Linked DNA regions of Mus musculus: region 1 is linked to region 2. A link is a contact called in public Hi-C data. All regions are on one chromosome and are shown on one strand. Each heading gives the region's core, a stretch centred on a gene start, on an enhancer-like site or on the middle of the called end of the contact. The rest is flanking DNA. Distances are from core to core; before and after follow the strand shown.

Region 1 (6,077 bases), core at 2,762-5,261, 37 kb after region 2:
TTGTGGGTATCAAACTCAGGTTTTCAGGCTTGAGACAAGAACCTTTCCCTGCTAGCTACATATTTTACACAGGGTTATATCGCATTGGCTGACCTGACATTTGTTGTGCAATGCAGGCTGGCCTCACATTCCTGCCAATCTTCCTGTCTCTACTCTCCAGTATTGGCATTATGAATGGCATTTGCACATCGAGCAGTGCCCTAGAATAATGCCACACTCTGTAAGCTACACTCCGCACATCTCTCAAGTCTTAAGACTGTCCCCATCCTAAGAAATTGCTTCCCTGCGTTCTCTAGCCCTGCATCCTGGAGACAGAGAGAGAGAAAGAGCCAAGACTATGGAAGAGTACCACACGTTGTTCTGTTGCTAACACACTGCTAGACTGCTTCTGAGCTCTGGGAGGAGAAGGTACTTAACGGGGGGAGGGGGGGGATAGTAATTAGCTTGTCAAATCCTCCCAGCTAACAGCAATGTGATAGACTCTTATGTGACAAGGTGTCATCTCTCTATGGTGCATGCTTCTGGAATTTGCAACTGTTGCAAAAGACAGCTGAGGAATACTTGTAAGATTAAATAAATAATTCATATTGCTGTTAAGTCTGTACATAACACCGGTCTAGAGGCACCATTCCAAAGCATGATTGGAACTGGCAACTAGACAGACAGACACAACAGCAGTAAGACACACATTGAATTCTAGAGTTGTTTAAAAAAAAAACAAAAAAAAAAACGTAGTCTTGACAATTGAACCTAGAGCACCTGAGGCAAGCTCTCTCTCACTGAGAGACGTTCCAGGCAAAATTATCAAGTTATGATGTGAAAATATATTTTCATTTTCTTTTTTTTTTTTTCTTGGTTTTTCGAGACAGGGTTTCTCTCTATAGCCCTGGCTGTCCTGGAACTCACTTTGTAGACCAGGCTGGCCTCAAACTCAGAAATCCACCTGCCCCTGCCTCCCGAGTGCTGGGATTAAAGGCGTGCACCACCACGCCCGGCAAAAATATATTTTCAGGGCCGGAGAGAAGGCTCAGTGGTTAGGAGCACTCTCCAGAGGTCCTGAGTTCAATTCCCAGCAACCACATGGTGACTCATTACCACCTATAATGGGATCTGATGCCCTCTTCTGGTGTGTCTGAAGACAGCTACAGTATACTCATACACATAAAATAAATTTAAAAAAAAGGTGGGGGGCTGGCAAGATGGCTCAGTGGTTGAGAGTGCTGACTGCTCTTCCAGAGATCCTGAGTTCAATTCCCAGCAACCACATGGTGGCTCAGAACCATCTGTAATGAGATCTGATGCCCTCTTCTGGGGTGTCTGAAGACAGCTACAGTGTACTTACATATAACAGATAAATAAATCTTAAAAAAAAAAAAAAAAAAAAAGGCCAGAGTGGGACCAGAGCGAGAAGAAAAAAAAGAAAGAAAACATATTTTCAGTGTGTGTGTGTACATGTTCATATATAATATAGAGGTAAGAAGTCAATGTTGGGTGTATTTTTGGAACTGGGGTACACAGTGAGCCTGGGGTTTACCATTTCAGCTAGACTGACTAGCCAACAAGCCCCTGGGACCCATCTGTCTCTCTGTCTGTCCTCCTCAGTGATGGGGTAACAGATGTGGGCTGCTGTGTGTGCCTTTTTATGTTGCTGCCAAGGATCTGAACTTAAGACCTCCTGTTTGCACAGCAAACATTTTGCCCACCCCTGTCCATCCCCAACCTCTTGATTTTTGAGACAAGGTCTGGCTGTCTTGAAATTTGATATATAGACCAGACAAGCCTGAAACTCACAGAAATCCACCTGCCTCTGCCTCCTGAGTTCTGGGATTACTCGAATGTGCCACCGAAGCTGGCCCCGATTTTTACTGTTAATTGGTATATTGTAAGTGGGAGAGTCTATGGATTCAGTGTGACATGTCACTGTGTGTGTACCATGTGTACTGACCAAATCAGTAGATAACATACTCACCACTCAAGACATTTATCATTCCTTTGTCCCAGCTAGTTTGAAATGCTTAGTTGTGTCAGCCCTATCTACCCCACTGTGTCATAGAACATTAGAAGTTATTCATCCCACACACCTGTAGCCCCAAGGAACTGTCCTTTTTCTACCTCCCCACCCCCAGGCCTCCCACCCCCACCCCCACCTCTCCCTGGCTCTTGGAACCACAATGAAATTGTAAGGTCTAATAAAAACATCAATGCTGGGCTGGAGAGATGGCTCAGTGGTTAGGAGCACTGACTGCTCTTCCGAAGGTCCTGAGTTCAAATCCCAGCAACCACATGGTGGCTCACAACCATCTGTAATGGGATCCGATGCCCTCTTCTGGTGTGTCTGAAGACAGCTACAGTGTGCTCACAGACATAAAATAGATAAATAAATCCTTGAAAAAATACAGAGAAAAGCTCAGATGGAACCTAGGTGGAATCCTACACTCTTCACTACAATGGGGGCGTAAATATTGAACAAAACATTGAGGACAATAAAAGGAAATATTCATAAGAGATTCATGACCCAGAAAGCCAAGTGCAGCCCTGACCTGTCCAATAGCGTATGAGGGAAATCACATTAATAAGAGAAGCAGTTAAATGTGAAAATTGAGGTTACGAAGCTTACTAGATCGTGAGCCTGATAAATGGTTATCATAGCCTTCTGACAGAATAAATGCATTTCTCTCTCTCTCAAAAAAAAAACAAAAACAAAACAAAACCCATGAAACAATTGAAATTAACGGTTGCAGTTTTCCATTGCATCAACATGGCAGAAAATTTAGTATTTAATATTACACTGACATTGATTTGGGAGGAGAAAGAAATTATTTTTTAAAAAATAGCTTTTATGCTTGCATATCCTGAGAGTAAGATATGCATTTTGTTACCAGAATGAGAGTTTTACAACCAGGTTTCAGGACTGGCCTTGACCGAGGGAAAGTGTGTATCCAGAAAGGCTGATGGCTTTATTTTAAAACTTTTTTTTTTAACGATTCATTATTATTTCAGGGTGGCGCCTGTCACACCACTGAAGACAGAGGATAAATTTGGAGGCTGGTTCTCATGTTCCACCCCGGTGCCGTGCCGAGCAATCCGGTTGCACATTTGCAAGGCAAGCATGCTTTCCTGCTGGCATGGCCTATATCTGTATTGTAAGGAAAACATCATTTGCATACAAACAACACTTGTGCAACTTTCATAGTTAATATTTTTATCAGCTTTACAGGTGTGGTATGTGGAGCTCTGTCTTCTCTCCTGTGGAAGGCAGAGGACCTTAGATGACTTGTGCTGTGGTCTTCAGCCTTTATCCCGAGAGGCAAGGTCTCTCACGACACCTGGATCTAGGCTGACAGCCAGAAAGCCCCAGTGATGCTCATAAGTGGTCCTCATAGTTTCACCTCTACCACGGAGGGTGGGTGTGGCCACCCCCTGGTGTATTAGTCTGGGGGTGGACACACCCAGCGTTTTACTTGAGAGTTGATTTGACCTCGGGTCCTTAAGTGTGTGGAAGCAAGCCATAGAGTCACTTCCCAAGCCTGTGAAATTAATTTTTTAGAAAAAAACTAGAGTGTTGGTGGCTTCTTAGTGTAGCAGGCAGCAGGTCAGACTAGTAAAAGACAGAATAGGCAACAAAATAAAATAGTACTGAACAAAACCAATTTTTTTTTCAAGACAGAGTTTCTATATATAACACCCGTGGCTGTCCTAAAACTCACTCTGTAGACCAGGCTAGCCTGGAACTCAGAGATCTGCCTGTCTCTGCCTCCTGGGTGCTGGGATTAAAGGCGTATGCCACCACCACCTAGCTATCAATGACATTCTTATGATATTTTCATAGAATAATTATTAGCGAACACTGTTATGGATCCATGATTTTTTGCTGTCGATGACATCTCAGTATTTATACAAAACAAAGAAAAAGTCCTATTTTTTTCATAGAAATCACACAATGCGAAAATGTTCAACTCACAATACAGGTTTTTGTTTTGTTGCTTTTCGTTGTTTTTGAGACAGGGTCTCCCTAGGTAACACTGGCTGACCTGGAACTTACTATGGAGACCATGCTGGCCTTAAACTTACTGAGGTCCAATTGAGTGTCTATGGATGGCTGTGAGTGATCATGTTGCACTGGACGGATTTGTGAGTCAACTTGACACAAGTTAAGGTCACCAGAGGGCAAGGAGCCTCAGTTGAGAAAATGCCTCCATGAGATCCAGCTGGAAGACATTTTTCTCTATTAGTGATCAATGCAGGAGGGCCCAGCTCATGGTGGGTGGTGCCATCCCTGGGCTGGTGTCCTGAGTTTTATATGAAAGCAGGCTGAGCAAGCCATGGGGAGCAAGCCAGTAGACAGCACCCTCCATAGCCTCTGCATCAGCTTCTGCTTTCAGGTTCCTGCCCTGCTTGTGTTCCTGTCCTGACTTTCTTCAGTGACGGACTATGATATGGAAATGTAAGTCAAATAAACCCCTTTCCTCCCCAACTTGCTTTTGGTCTTGGTATTTTGTCACGGCAATAGAAACCCTAAGTAAGATACACGTGGTTGTTCAAAAACTAAGTGCTGGGCTGGAGATGTAGCTCAGGTATTCAGAGCATTCGGCTGGTGTGAGTCAAGTTCTGGCTTCTCTATCCAGCACCATAGAAAATCCAAGGTGGTGTTGCCTTCCTGTAATTATAGTATGTGGGAAATAGAAGCCACAGAAGTTCAAGGTCATCTTTGTCAAGGGTTGTTCATAGCTCAAGGCCAGTCTGGACTGTAGAAAAACTGGGGCAAGGTAGGGTGGGGCTGGAGAGACAGCTGGCTCAGTGATTAAGAGCACTTACTGCTCTCGCAGAGGACCCTGGTTTGGTTTGCAGTACCCACCTGGTGGTTCACAAACCTCTGTACTCCCAGTTCCAAGGCAATCTGATGCTTACTTCTTTGCTCTTTTTTTGTTTGTTTGTTTGTTTTGTTTTTGTTTTTTTGAGACAGGGTTTCTCTGTGTAGCCCTGGCTGTCCTGGAACTCACTTTGTAGATCAGGCTGGCCTCGAACTCAGAAATTCACCTGCCTCTGCCTTCCAAGTGCTGGGATTAAAGGCGTGCGCCACCCCACCTGGCTAATGCCTTCTTCTTACCTTCTCATGGACCAACATGCACGTAGTGCACGGTAATACCGGTAATACATGCAGGCAAAATACACATCAAATATAAACATCTTTATATGTGGCCAGGCGTGGTGGCGCACACCTTTAATCCCAGCACTTGGGAAGCAGAGGCAGGTGGATTTCTGAGTTCGAGGCCAGCCTGGTCTACAGAGTGAGTTCCAGGACAGCCAGGGCTACACAGAGAAACCCTGTCTCGAAAAACAAAACAAACAAACAAACAAAAAAACCAACCAAACAAAAAAATCTTTATATGTAAAAAAAAAAAGTGTTGGCTGGGTATATAAGCTCTGGACTTAGCTCCCATTATAGCTTAAATAAATAAAATTAAAAGGTCTTGATGTTGGGAAGTCACAAATTCCATTCTTTTGTGGAAGCTAAAAAAGTCATAGTCACAGATGCAAGAAGTGAGTGGCTGTTTTCTGGAGTCTGGCATGGAGGAACTAGGGAGACCCTGGTCCAGGAGTACAGAGCTGCAGTTATAGAATGAGCCAGTTGTGGGGTGAAGGGCATCATGATGACTGCAGTAAAGAATACTGTATTCTTTTCATGATTGTTGCCGTGTTTTCCTGAGACAGGGTTTCCCTATGTAGCCTCCTCCTGAAAGACCCCCGACGTGGGAAGTCAATCAATTTGAGGAGACCCTCTCAAGGACCAGCGAGACCACGATTCGGATGCAAGCAGCAAGAGGCTTTATTGGGAATACGGGTACCCGGGCGACTCAGTCTATCGGAGGACTGGCGCGCCGAGTGTGGAGTTTTTACCCTTTTTATAGGGCTGGGGCTGGGGAGCAAAAAGCGCGGTTACAGAAGCGAGAAGCGAGCTGGTTGGTTAGTTCGAATAAGGCTTGGGGTATTTCCCGGTCATTTGGGGAAACTGAGGTGGGACTTTTTAGTTCTAAACAATGTCTATTCTCAAGAAATGGGTATGGGAGGGGTACGAG
Region 2 (5,442 bases), core at 735-3,234:
ACTCCAGGTTCTAGAAGGATCCCTTCTCTTTCTACAAGTACCTGTGGCTTCTCAGAAGGCCCTCTGGAGAAGTAATGGCCTCAACTCCCCAACCAGCTGACAAACCTGTAACCCAAGTCTAGAGCCTTCTAAACAAGAAAATAATCCCCGGGATGGCACAAAACAGTGTTGGTCCTAGTGACTAAATCAGTTTTGGCTGCAGTTACTGGGAAAAAGGGCTGCATGTAATTGACAGGAAAGTCAATCATAAAAACAACAGCTTAGAGGCCAAGAGCCCAAGTCCACTCTAGGCTTGGCCCTGATAGGGGGAGGATGTGTTCTGGACAGCTGTTCACACACCCTCTCTGTCAGAACTAGAACATTCCCCCATTATCCCAGGTATGACCACTGGGGGAGTGTGTGCCCCAGCCACTCCACCTCCAGAGCAAAGCACAGCTCGCTCTTGATAAATGTGCCTTCCCTTCAAGGGTCTTCCCCTGGGCAGGCGATCAGAGCCAAGCCCAGCAGTCCTGCAGGCTCTCCTGTACTTCTGTGTGGAGAACAGATGCAGCCTTGCTGGCCTCCATAGGAAGTTCCTTGGCGTGTGAGTTAAGGAAAGAAGAACATACAATTGTGGTTCCCTGCCTGGCAGCGAGAGAAAGAGCCTCTAGTTTCTGTCCACAGCGGTTTCTGAGCTCTCAGCTCTGCTGCTCCTAAGGAGCAGATGATCTACCAGAAGACTATCTCGGAGACACTCTCACTCTCTCTCTCTCTCTCTCTCTCTCTCTCTCTCTCTCTCTCTCTCTCTCTCTCTCTCTCTCTCTCTCTCTCTCTCACACACACACACACACACACACACACCTACACAAGTCTCGGTGGAGCCCAGAAAAACTTTTTCAAAGATCTGGATTAGGACTGGATAGATGAGCCGGGCGTGGTGGCACACGCCTTTAATCCCAGCACTCGGGAGGCAGAGGCAGGTGAATTTCTGAGTTCGAGGCCAGCCTGGTCTACAGAGTGAGTTCCAGGACAGCCAGGGCTGCACAGAGAAACCCTGTCTGGAAAAACCAAAAAAAAAAAAAAAAAAAAAAAAAAAAAAAAAAGGACTGGAGAGATGGCTCAGTAGTGAAGGGTACTTCTGCTCTTCCAGAGGACATGGGTTCATTTCCCAGGACACATAAGGAAGTGTATAGCCATCAGTTCCAGGAGATGACCCCCCCCCTTTCTGGCCTGCCTAGGTACCAGGCACACATGCAGTGCTCATACATATATATTCAGGCAAAAGCTCATCTCATACACATAAAATAAAAATAAGCTAATCTTTAAGGCAAGGATTTCTATAGGCTGCTACAGATACAGGGGAGAGGTGACCTTTTTATGGTTCTGATGTTTTTAAGGGTAGGAGAGGGGAGCAAAGTCCCTGGGCAGAGCCTGAAGGTGTCCTAGGAGCTGACCTAAAGAACTGGCGAGAAGGCCTGGCAGTCTCGTCAAGTGGGGCAGATCACCAGAGGTAACGGCTGACTGCGGCGATCCCCATGTGATTTCTGGCCAACACTGGCAGTCAGGCACTTAGCCATAGGAGGTTACTGAGCACTGAAGTATGACAAATGCGACTGAAAAACCTCAATGTCTAGTCTTATGTAAAGTCAGTTTAAATATCCACACGCTGGTGGCGACAGCTTGGGTGACAGCAAGTACTAGAAGGTTTCCCCAGAAAATCCCAGGACATGAGAGGTCCTGCCTAGCACCAACCTTGCTGGCAGAGTGCAGTTCTGGGGGTGATGGTGAGCCTGGGCCACTCTCCCGCGGCAGCATGGCTGAGGCCCAGGGTCACAGAGATGGAGCCATGCCTCAGGCCCGCTGGTCTTAGCCTAGCCCGGGTGTTCCCTTCATCCCTGGGGGTCTGAGCAAGCTGACTCATGCGAGCACCATCAGGATTCCGTGTTAGCTCATAATGGGCTGGCTGGCCCGCCCAAGGTTAGCCCTACACCTCTATTGTGATGGCCTTACAGGGCAGCAAGCCAGCCAGTGCAGGTATGTAGACTGGCAGACAAGACAGACAGATTCACCCTAGGGTAACTAACTCCTTGCACAGGTACAGATGAGCCATCTCCCCAACCAACACCCTGGAACACTTTCTCAGCCTGCTCCACAGCAGGAGGGCAGAAGCTCAAGACCCACTTGGTGAAACTTCTCTGGCCAAAAAGGAAAGCTAAGGTCTAGAACTGAGAGGCCCAGGTAAGACGAGCTGGAAACTAAAACTCCCATTCTAAGCATGGGATCTTCCTTGCCAGCCCAATCAGTAGTTAACTAACTTCCAGCTTAAAGAATCTGGTTAAAAGGGCTTAGCTGTTGAGAGCACTGGCTGCCCTTACATAGGACCTGGGTTCAATTCTCACTACCCACACCGTGGCTCAAAACCTTCTTAGACTGGAGTCCCAGAGGCTCTGATGCCCTCTTCTGCCTCCTGAAGGCACTGTATCCACGTGGTGCACATACACACATGCAGATAAAATACCTACACACATAAAATTTAAAAAACCTTGGTAACACAAAGGAACCAACCAACCAATCAGGAACAGAGTGTCCACCTCTCCTTGCAGACAGGTCCAGCGCCTCAGTCCTTTCTAGTGATGTGAGAAAGCAAACTCTCCTACAGTGGTCTCCCCAGTTACTTCATCTCAGGTAGGGGTGTGGTTTGGGGGTTTTGTTTGTTTGTTTGTTTTAAGCACAACCATTTATTGTTATTGTTGTTTTTTAGTATTTTTTTTCAAGACAATGTTTCTCTGTGTAGCCCTAGCTGTCCTATAGACCAGGCTGTCCTGGAACTCAGACATCCACCTCTGCCTCTCTAATGCTAGGATCAAAGGTATGCACCACCATGCCTTTGCACAGGGGTGTGGTTTTTGAAAAGTTTGAAGGCTGTGTCCAGTCCCTCCTGGCCCCCATCTTGGTCTCTTTATTATTGCCTGGTTTTTACGAGAGAATTCTGTCAGGCTCTAGGGGGTGATTACAAAGCAGATTCAGGAATGCACTCCTGGGTACATGGAGTTCTCACCTCACCACAGAAGGTACCACACAGGCCTGCTCCAAAGATATGAGCAGTGATCTGACAACAGGCTTGCTTAAAAGACAGGAGGATCACGAGTTAGAGGCCCTGTCTCAAGACCAAGCAAATAAAAACCAAATGGTATGTGGCTTCACAAGAGGTAAGTAAGGAAAGATATTGATGTGTGGCTAACGATGCCAGCAACGGAGAAATCACAAAGGCAGAAGAGAAAAACTCTATTCAATAAATATGTATTGACAAGTCCAAGTACCAGGCAGGGTAGGGCAGAAATGAGTGAGAAGCTCTGAACCTTCCACAACATTTTTGGAGGTGAATACCCGTGACCTCTTCCCTAGTGAGCTGCTCTGCTGCCCACGCTGCCAAGGACTGGTCCAAGGGGCAGAGGAAAAAAAAAAAAAAAATGTCTGGTGGTTGGAGGAATGAGCAGAAAACAGAGTACCATTTCCCCAAACATGGATGCTCCAGTTCCTTGTGCAAGGATAAGAGGCCTTTAGACTGTGTGCTGAAGAGCCAAGCATACTTGGGCTACACTCAGTGACCACTGTCTCCACCACCTGGGGGTTCAAATCCAGGTGTCGTCTCCTTCACAACTTCCAAAAGGTAAAGCCTTCTGTTAGCTTGGGAGAAGGAACCTCCTGGCTTGGTTGTCCTTGCTGAATAGTCCTGTGTTCAGTCACATATCCCCTAATGCGCACTCTCAAAGGGACCTGCTCTCCTGCACATATCAGCATGCTTGATAGCTACTCACCTCTGCACGCACACACTCGCAGCAAGGTACTGGAGGACATGTTCTCCCAAGACAATGGAGTGAATCTAGAAAGGAGGGGAGTCTCTGTAGGCATGTTGTTATTGTGTGTTGTGTAAAGAGTATCCTTGTGTTACTCAAGTGCTGACTTCCGGGCCCCCATATCTGGTAGCAATTTTTATTCTAAGAATCTCCTGCTTCAATATTGTGTTAACATTGCTCCCCAATTATTCTCTGAATAGTCAATAAAGCTAGCTGATCAGCCAATGACTGAGCCAATAGGGCTGATCTCTTTCTCCCAGAGGGGAGGGGGGGGAGAGTCCAGGAGGCATCATGAGAAAAGACCTGGAGCCCAGAGAGTCAGATCAGTACTAAAATGCAAATATCTCTGGGATTTTGGCTGGGAGGTAGCCGGATCAGTTTAGAAGAAGTCATACTGCTGTTCGGCTGTTGTGCCCTTAAAGCTTGTTAAATAAATATAATAGTCCAGTCTCAATTATTTGGGAGCTAGCTGGGTTAAAAGTGCAACAGGTATCACATCCAAGGAACACATCAGACAGAGAAAATCCCCAGGAGGAAGAGGAGGCAGAGCCAACAGAAAGGGATAGATCTGCAGAGCAAAGTGGAACTCTTAGAAGGAGCTGGGATGCGGAACCACAAAGCCTCTCCACCAATGGCATGATGCCTGCCATAATGACAGAGGCTAGGGAGGAGTGGGAACTAGGAAAGACACAGAAAAGTATAGAAAGGGGGTCTGAGGGGCGAGGATGGCGAACACCAGACCAGGGTGGGGGGTGGGGGGACAGACAAAATTATATCTATAACCTGAGAGCTCTGTAGACACAGATAATGTTTATGAATAGCAACCTTCAAATTACGCTACCTCTATATTGAGAAACTGAGGAAGAAGGTGTAGGGATGAGCAGACATTTACAGTAGAAAACCAGATAGTGTTTTCTGAAGAACAGAAGGAGGAAGAGGAGGAGAAGATAGAGAAAAGCAAGCAATCTCGAAGACTGGAAACAGATGAAAGTCGGCTGACAGGACAGCGAGAAAGCGCAAGCAGTGTCAAGCATGTATTGCTCTTACAGAAGACGTGAGTTCAGGTCCCAGCCCCCCACACTAGGTGGCTCACAACCACCTGTGAGTCCAGCTCTAGGAAATACAATCCCTCTGTCCTCTTTAGGTGCCTTCATACATGGCAGGCAGGCGCACACAGGAGCACACACACACAATTAAAAATAGGTAAGGGGGCTGGAGAAATGGCTCAGCAGTTATGAGCACTGTATGCTCTTCCAGAAGACCTGGGTTCAATTCCCAGCACCCACATGGCAGCTCACAGCTCTCTGTAACTCCTGTTCCAGGGGAATCAGACACCCTCATGCATAAACGTGCAAGCAAAACACTAATGTATATAAAATAAAAATAAATAAAATATTAGAAATATATTCCTTTTAAAAAGAGAGACAAGAGACAGGCGGTGGTGGCGCACGCCTTTAATCCCAGCACTTGGGAGGCAGAGGCAGGCGGATTTCTGAGTTCGAGGCCAGCCTGGTCTACAAAGTGAGTTCCAGGACAGCCAGGGCTTTACAGAGAAACCCTGTCTCGGAAAAAAAAAAAAAAAAAAAAAAAAGAGAGAGAGAGAGAC

What was found. A called contact is a pair of places that touch in the nucleus more often than the background predicts.
Region 1: a Hi-C map of 8-cell embryo shows a contact between it and region 2, with 2.0 times the contacts expected there. The contact joins the enhancer-like site here to the promoter of 4930556N13Rik in region 2. A contact is called at or near these places in 3 of 484 Hi-C or Micro-C datasets (8-cell embryo, brown adipocytes and liver), 2 of 115 datasets of contacts at active chromatin or transcription factors (both in embryonic stem cells) and 3 of 9 other capture datasets (adipose tissue, liver and pancreatic islet).

Annotation. Positions count from the first base shown.
Region 1 is chr11:88,884,445-88,890,521 of GRCm38.p6, forward strand. No RefSeq gene overlaps it. Among named protein-coding and RNA genes, the nearest start is that of Gm23507, 18 kb to the right of the region's middle. Within about 2 kb of position 4,012, at least 5 of the 459 cell types and tissues checked have an H3K27ac peak or open chromatin away from gene starts, as enhancers often do. A contact at or near this core is called in 8-cell embryo, where this site is marked.
Region 2 is chr11:88,849,620-88,855,061 of GRCm38.p6, forward strand. It overlaps 4930556N13Rik (RIKEN cDNA 4930556N13 gene), which reads left to right and starts at 1,985. Exons shown (of 5, transcript NR_126433.1): 1 at 1,985-2,217; 2 at 2,583-2,664. The region is part of intron 1 of Akap1 (A kinase (PRKA) anchor protein 1); the gene reads right to left.